Linked DNA regions of Zea mays: regions 1 and 2 are each linked to region 3. Evidence: chromatin contacts called from public Hi-C data. All regions are on one chromosome and are shown on one strand. The core of a region is the stretch at or near the end of the contact, and the rest is flanking DNA. Distances in the headings are between cores, read along the strand shown. Region 1 holds the start of LOC100276401. Region 2 holds the start of LOC100278655. Region 3 holds the start of LOC100283349 (chaperone protein dnaJ 16).

Evidence for each region. A called contact is a pair of places that touch in the nucleus more often than the background predicts.
Region 1: a contact with region 3 is called in a Hi-C map of endosperm, with 2.2 times the contacts expected there. The contact joins the promoter of LOC100276401 here to the promoter of LOC100283349 in region 3. A contact is called at or near these places in 4 of 25 Hi-C or Micro-C datasets (ear, endosperm, leaf and 1 more).
Region 2: a Hi-C map of ear shows a contact between it and region 3, with 2.8 times the contacts expected there. The contact joins the promoter of LOC100278655 here to the promoter of LOC100283349 in region 3. A contact is called at or near these places in 2 of 25 Hi-C or Micro-C datasets (bundle sheath and ear).

What each region holds. Positions count from the first base shown.
Region 1 is chr6:125,615,359-125,618,107 of Zm-B73-REFERENCE-NAM-5.0, reverse strand. LOC100276401 reads right to left here and starts at 1,389. Exons shown (of 5, transcript NM_001150206.1): 1 at 977-1,389. The coding sequence starts at 1,311.
Region 2 is chr6:124,930,838-124,933,537 of Zm-B73-REFERENCE-NAM-5.0, reverse strand. LOC100278655 reads right to left here and starts at 1,356. Exons shown (of 2, transcript NM_001372467.1): 1 at 856-1,356. The coding sequence starts at 1,269. It also overlaps the pseudogene LOC115772137.
Region 3 is chr6:125,270,231-125,272,930 of Zm-B73-REFERENCE-NAM-5.0, reverse strand. LOC100283349 (chaperone protein dnaJ 16) reads left to right here and starts at 1,390. Exons shown (of 11, transcript NM_001156250.2): 1 at 1,390-1,950; 2 at 2,293-2,416; 3 at 2,489-2,571; 4 at 2,665-2,700. The coding sequence starts at 1,781. LOC107275233 reads left to right here. Exons shown (of 5, transcript NM_001320505.1): 5 at 1-238.

The sequences.
Region 1 (2,749 bases), core at 140-2,639, 350 kb before region 3:
CTGACTTCTGAGGACAGGTTCCAGCAAGTTTTCCAGCTAGCCAGGGTTCAGTATTCCCTCCCTCAAGATTCAAGACACAAGCAACCAAGATGTCTTCTTTCCATGGTCGAGATTTTATTTCTAAAAAAAAGTTTCAAGTTTTAAATTCAGATACAATTTGAAGTACTTTAAATCCATATAGCTGTACCAAACTAACAAATGCAAATGCTTTTTCTAACAGAGACATGTGCCCTTAATGAATAATAGCTGTTTTAATCAACGTTAATACTTAATACTCCCTCCGTCCTAAAATATAAGTCATTCCAAAATTCTTGGAGAGTCAAAGTTTTTTCAAGTTTGACCAAATTTATACAATGAAGTATTAACATTTATGATATCAAATGTATATCATTAGATTCTCCATTAAATATATTTTCATAGTATATCTATTATCTATTATGTGTCATAAATCTTTATGAGTCTCGCTATACTTTTAGTCAAACTTTAAAAACTTTAACTCTCCAAAAATCTTGGAATGACTTATATTTTGGGACTGAGGGAGTACTAGCTAACTTCCTTCGAATATTGCAAATTCACGCAACTGTAGTTTTCCGCTGTTAAAACACATGTTAGACATATAACCAATATATCGAATTATATAATCTACTGGTCCATAGATAGCATATAAATAGGTGCGTCGGGTAGTACAAATCAATTTGAAAATAATTTCCACACGAAAGCAAATCCATCACCTATTGCAAGCCTGTTTACACTACATTGTGCATACTTTTACTCCAGAAGTCATTTTTTTACTCCTAATTACTTGAATCCGTATCTAGCCTCTTCAGTCTTCACAACACCTCAGATAACGAACTGTTTACGCATGTATCCAGCTCCAAGCATGAAGCATGGACAATCGGATACAAACTAGAAACTACTCCGAACGACGAATTTCAAAATCCGGAAAAAGCATGAGCGGGAAGGGCGTACGGCTTACCTTTTGGGGCCGAAGGTGGCCTGCGGCAGCGAGACGTAGGAGCGGAGCGGGTTGAGCGCGTCGGGGTGCAAGCCCGCAGCCTCGCCGCCGCCCGGCGGGAGGGCCCAGCGGGAGGACGCGGAGAGGGAGGCTTCGGCCGGGGGCGGCGTCCCCTTGATGGGCACGGAGTGGCGGAGGATCTCCGGTAGCACGTCGGGGGAGGGCTGCGCCGACGCACCCCCGGGCGCCGAAGCGGAGGGCGGGAGCTTCTCCGCGAGGCGGCCGACGGCAGTCTTTGACTCCTGGAGGAAGTACGCGCCCTCCTTGGCGGCGAGGCGGCCGGCGAGGAAGCTCATGAACGGCGGCGCTTTGGGCCTGGGGATCGCGCGGTTTGCGGCGACGTTTGGATTTGGGTTTTCGACGCTTTCCCGATTGAGAATGGCCGGGGGCGTGTGGGTGCTTTTGTAGCTCGCTCGAGGGACACCGGACACGACGGCAGCAACATGGCAATAAATAACCGTGGATAATTATTCATTGAATATGGGTACGGTAGAATTTGGTATCCGCGAGTACGATTATGGATACATGTATGAGTTGAGTTTTGTCTCGCGGGTATGGATTCGCGAACTATATATCCGCGTACTACCCACCCGATTGTCATTCCTAATAAGGAGTGACGTGGAGGGCAGCGTGTTTGTATCTGTGCCACTGCAGGTGCAGGCATACCTATTTTATGTTATTATTAATGTTTTGAAAGGTAAATATTCAGAAAAAATGTTTTGAAAGATATTAGGTTCTTAATGTATTTCTGGTTGACATCGAGCTAACCATTCAATTCGCATGTGTTGAAAACTGGATGTCGGCAGATGTAGCCCATCAGGATTGGGATCCTAGACTCGATGCTTGCTAGCGTTCACCAATTCTCATGTTACATACTAAAGGTATGTTTGTTTTTGTTAGTATTAAAAATTAGTAAGTTTAGATTGTTCGTTTCGGATTAAAGCCGGCTGTTTGGATTGCTCCAGCTGCAATTTATAGAGATAAAAACACTATAAAAATAGTATAAGTCGGTACGAATTAAAATCAAGTAAACATGCTGTTAATAGCTAGTAAAAGGTTGTTTGATTTCACCTACTAATAAGTGGTTGGATAGTAAATTATATATTTATATCTATTAACCATTCTAAACCAGTTAATGGAACTGGCCCGCCAGCTAACAATTAGTAAATCTACTGGCATTAATTTTATATGCTAATTTTTAGTGCTAATAGATCTAAAGAGGCTCTAAAGCAACTTCATCAGATTGAAAAAAATAATCCTTTTGCTTTAAGAGTTGTTTATAATGAGATGGAAATCAATTACTCCAAGAGACTCTCTTAACCATATTTTTTTTCTTAATTCATCAAACTCTATTCAACCCCTCGAAGAAAAAGGAAGTGTCAAATGCTGTTCTCAATCCCCTTCCGTCACTAACACGTGAGCACACGATAGAAGGAAAGAGAAGAGAGGAGAGATGTAATCATGTAACCGACATATGGTTCCACATGAAAGTTTTTTTTTAATTTGGTGCAGAAACTCTTCCCTAATATAAAAATTTGAGTTTCGTCAACCTTCTATACTATCTTTTTAAGAGAAAAAGCATCTAGTGGAGTTATTGCGTTTTCGTAATCTCCTATACTATCTTTTAGGGTTTATTTAGTAACAAGAGAATTGAGGGGTTAGAATTTCTTACTATTTAATTTTGAATAGTAAGAAATTATAGCCCCTTCAATCCCCTCTCATCCCATTTCTCTC
Region 2 (2,700 bases), core at 107-2,606, 340 kb after region 3:
AGCTAAGCTAGTTTAAACATCAGTTTAATTATCCACTTTTTTCCTCTCTGTCTGTCTGTCTGTTAGTGCCCATTAGCGAATGAATTAGTGGCTTCTCGCCTTCCTGCATGCATCCATGTTCCATGCATATTCTTCGCCTACCTGACTGTCTTGTTGGTTGGATCGCAGAATGTCAAACACCATAGTTTTCTAAACAGTTAAACATAATGAATGATATCAGCCTCAGGAGGAGGCAGCTCGAAGATTTCGGTGCATCCCATCCCTACGACTTCCATGTGATGTGAGGGAAGCAAGATGTGGCAAAGCTACTATTATGATATTGCCTAGTTCTGCTCCAGAATATTTTGCCTGCTCTTTTTTTTATATATATAACCGGCCATTACATCATGTTCGGAGTAAACTATTCGAATTATTCCTGGTATCTTGATCATGGGTTACTTTATGGTGATATCCTTTACAATCGAGTTGGTTGGTTAGGTAGGTACTAGTGGGCGGCTAAATACAGTTACCTAGACTGCTATCACCACCTGCTCTTCTTATTCATCAGCCGAACAAAACATAATTTGTGGCATGAAGGAAAATTCATAGTGCACTCGTGTAGTCATAGTCATGGATATTCAGAGCAGAACGTCAAGCGGGTAATGATACTGTGAGTCCTTTTGTTGTTGGACAATGTTTTGCGCATGTAGTGCAAACTACTGTGCTGATCGAAGGACGTAATTGAATGGAACGGATGCACTAAGGACATCTAAAATTAGTCGAACAATGTTCTAGAACAGAGACAGGGAAAGCAGAGGAGCGAACGAGAGATTGCGCAGTAACCATTGGCACTGGACGGTGGTCACAAAGCAGTACCTGGTCAAGGCAGTCGTCGTCGTCGTCTCCGGAGCCCGTCCTCCCGCCGGCGTGCTTCCGCTGAACTACCACCACGTGCTGCAGCTGCTGCTGCGCCCTCCGCGTCTTTTCCTCCTTCTTGGCCTGCAGCGCCTTGGTGACCTCGGCGACGGTGATGAGGCGGTACGCCTGGCCGAGCACCAGCGTGTCCCGGGGCTTGAGCAGCTTCACCCGCGTGGCGCGCCTGTGCTGCTGCTGCTGGGACCGCTTCTCGTCGTCGGCATCCGCGCGGTGCGTGACGAGCGCTACGTAGTGGCCCGGGTTGGCGCGCATGACCTCGGCGGCGCTGGTGGCCCAGTAGAGGCGCTCGACGCGGCCGCCCGGGTGCTGCACCATCACCACCGTCGCCGCCTCCGCCGCCTGGCAGTTGCCCATCCTCGATCGACCGGCGGCCCTCCTTTGGTCCTCTGCCGCCTGTGGGTGTGCAGTCCAGCCCAGCCCAGGGAGGAGAAGGAGGCAGGTGGCGGCGGCCGCGAGCGGGTTATGATTTATGAAGCGGCGGTGGGCGTGGGTGGGGTGCGGCACTAGCCACTGACCGAGACGGCGCTGCACGGATGGATCGCGAGGTCCAGCGGTGTCGATTGGCCCGACCGAGCCCTTGCGCGCATCAGTTTTTTTTTTGGCTCACCGTTCCCTCTGCCCTAAAACCATGGAGCGTGGCGGGTAGCGTGCACGAGCGGTGGTGCATCTATGGCTGGGGCTACAAGCTGAGCTCGAGTGCTCCGTACGTCCCTGAAATGGCAGCTCACCGATCGGATCGGAGGGATCCAGCGCTGAGGTCGTGCATTGAAATCTGCGCCTCTTTGGACGCTCGGCGTCAAAGCATCGGTTTTGCCGTGGCTGTGGGTGGATTTGTGTGTTGGCCGTGCCAGCGTGACATACGCTTGACGTCGGACGCGGCACAGTCCAAGGCGGGCTGCGCCAAGACAGCAAGAGGCCCACGAAGCAGAGTGTTTGGGCCCAATTGGCTGCGCTAGTGTGTGTGAGTCTGGGCGTTCCCGACGTCGTACTCGTACGACGTGACGGTGTCATTCTTCTGGGCACCGTTCATCGCCAAGGCCACGATGGCAAGCTAGGCGCTCAACAACACAGCCTGCCGGAGAACATGAGCAGAGATGGCAATAGGTAAATATCCACCGGGTATTACTATCCCATACCCATATCCACAACACAAAAATAATCTCACCGGGTCACCCATATACACTGGGGACTAGTTTGGCAGCGAAGAGAAAAAATTCCCTTGGAAACCAACACACGAGGGAATTTTAGATGACACCTTATTTCCCAGAGAGAATCTCCCCTCTCGGGTGTACTTTTCTGGCGTTGTTTGGGAAGCAAGGGGCTAAATACCCCTCTTAGCAAAAATACATCAAAAATTCAGAAAAAAAATCAAACAAAAATAAGGAATATTTAGAAAACCCATAAACAATAAAACATCACTAAAAATCCAGAAATATGAAGCATGTATCAACACTGCAATGTCCACTTAATATCACCATCACATAATATCATGTAATATTCAACGAAGCTAATCCATCCATCATCACATCACATAATATCATTATCTCCATTCACACGTACAGATAGACATTATAATATAAAAATGGAGTATTAGGAAGTTTGGCAGTAGAATAAGACATCTAAAACATGCACGCCACATGTCAACTTAATGCGTTTTAGTTTCATGCCAGCTTCCTTCTCCATATCCGCTTCATGTGTTGCTTCCACTTAACACACTGCAAGTAACATCAATTGATACACATTTTAATTTATATGGTTACACAATTATATAGTTCAATGCTAATA
Region 3 (2,700 bases), core at 141-2,640:
GTAAACCTGGGAGCTTTGGATGGAGGACTTGTGGATCCTTGATGCGCATTTGTTGCAAATGCTTTGGATTGAAGCAGAGCAATGTACCATACCATGCTGGCATGCGATCTAAGTGGCCGGCGGCTTGCTTCATGCTCACATGAAGTTTAACTACCATCACCATCGGTTGCAGCTTCAAGTTTGGTTCGGTTGTAATGAAACGGATTCTCATATGTTAAACCTGAGAGCCTTCTGTTAAGCCTTGTTTGAGTACTCTAGTATTCACCTCAATCCACGTTTATTAAAGTTGATTGAGGTGTAAATTAAACTAATTTACATCATAGTCCAACTCAATACATGTGGAATGAGATGAATACTAGCGTGAAACTCTACCATTTTGACCTTTCTCTGGGTAGTAGTAACCGATTTTAGGGTGCATCTTCAGACACTCATGAATCATGATCAAGTGCTACCATCTTTGCTTCGAGTGTTGAACATTAGCATCAACAGAACAAAAAGAGAAAAGGACAGAAGAAAGTGCTGTTAGGCCCTGATTGGTTGAGTTTGCAGGGTTGTTTATGCCCAAGCAAAGCGGCTGTTTTTGGAGCTTGCTTTTTTAGAAGCAACTGCTTTTTCGTAGTATATTTTTAAAAGCATCTCAGACCCTCTTTTTGGCCTTTTCCTTTTTAAAATAAACAAAATAAAGAACTATTTTTATAGTCTTCTGAAGAGAGATAAAAATAGAAATTCTATTCTAGTTTCAACTAAATATGTTATAGCCTTTTCATAGCTAACGCATATTTTACAGCAGCTCTATCATTTCGAATTCTTTAAAAATATTTCGAAAATATAAGTAAATGAAACTACACAGGGTGCTTGTGCTTTACTCTATTTTATTTTCATGTTCTTATGAAGGATTCTTTCCTTTTTGTGTTGCTCCCTCCTCTCTGTTCGACTGTTCGTCGTGAAATTCAGGTCAGGTACGATGCAACCGGGCAGGTGCAGACAACGGCAAAGATAAACAAAGAGCTGCAATGGCCAATGGCAATCTCCTGATTGCTTATACTGAATTACACTCCACGTAAACAAAAACATCATATCATACGATCGCAAATTTGGTGGGTGTTGTCGCTGCCTGTGGGGGCCCACTCGCTAAATCCAAGTACTTCGGGCCCACCTGTCACCATCCATCAGCCATCTTGGCCCCGCCCGCAGGCCGCAGACTAGAGAAGACAACAGCAGCTGCTACAAAGTTGTCCGCTAGTTCTAGATACTGACATACGAGCCCCACAAAACAGTGGCCCAACTGCCATTCACGTGCATGGCAGCAAGGGGTCTACCGGCTAACGCCACAATGCCACACAACACAACCTCCGGCTCCGAGCCCGCAGCCCCGCACTGCTCGAGAGGCCCGGGCCGCCCAGCACGCCGGTGCCTGCCACCAACGCCCACTGCGCCCGGGCCCCGCCACGAGGTACACCTAATCTGTCACCTCCCCCACCGCACCTCCGTAGCCTCTTCAATCTCGCCGGCCACCTCACGTCCTCACCTCGCGTGGCCTCCCGTTCTGACTTCGGAGTCCCTCGGTCTCAACGACTAGTTGAGAGCTCGCGGCTCCGTTCGGGCGAGGGGAGGAGGTTCATGAGGCTGCTGTAGGCTCCGTTGCAGCCGCCGCGGGCGGGAGTCCGTGATTTTGGACGCCCCACCGCGGCAAGATCCGGAAGCGCGTTGGCTGTTGTGCCGTGAGTTTCAGTTTCGGTGGTCGATTGCTTCAGCCTGCTGAGAAGTAGGAGGGGCGGCCATGGCGGGGTCGAGGTTCGGGTCGTTCAAGTCGGAGAAGGGCGACTCCGCCTCCGCAGCGGCGGCAGCGGGTGGAGCGGCGCAGAGGAGGGACCCGTACGAGGTGCTCGGGGTGGGCCGCACCGCCACCGACCAGGAGATCAAGAGTGCGTTCCGACGCATGGCGCTCAAGTAAGGCCGCCACCTCTCCGCTCAGATTCAATCGCCTCCCGACCTTCGCACCTATACTTGTGCTGCTTTTCTTGTCTCTCTCTCCCATCCCCCCCCGCCCCCGCCCCTCTCCCTCGTTTGGTGAAATTTTGTGCCAAAACAGGCTCAGTTTTGGCGAATTCTGTCACATATGTTGCGTGTGCACTTTTTTGGTGAGGTTTCCAATTATGTTTGAGCACCCTTGGTTTCCCCTTCCTCTTTGTGACTTGCGAGCCATTTTTTGTCTGAACATTGGGCTGCCTAACGGTAGCCTGGTTTAGGATAGCACTCATTATGGTGTTTCCTTCTGGTGAATTGCGGCAGGTACCATCCGGACAAGAATGGCGATGACCCTGTTGCATCAGACAGGTTCCAGGAAGTCACATTCTCCTATAACATCCTGTCAGATCCCGATAAGAGGCGGCAGTACGATACATCAGGATTTGATGTAATTCACACAGATAATTGGTGTATTATGTCCCCTTACTTTATTATTTTATAACATTTGCATTTTCTTCAGGCAATCGAATCTGATAGTCAGGAACTGGAGCTGGACTTGTCGAGTCTCAACACTGTAAACACGGTGTTTGCAGCTCTTTTTAGGTAAAGCTTGTAAATGATGCAATATTTTTTCAAATCTTTGCTAGTTTGCAGTGCTGTTGTGTGACACTTTGTGTGCGTGCACGATACATGCAGTAAGCTTGGTGTGCCAATTAAAACAACTGTTTCAGC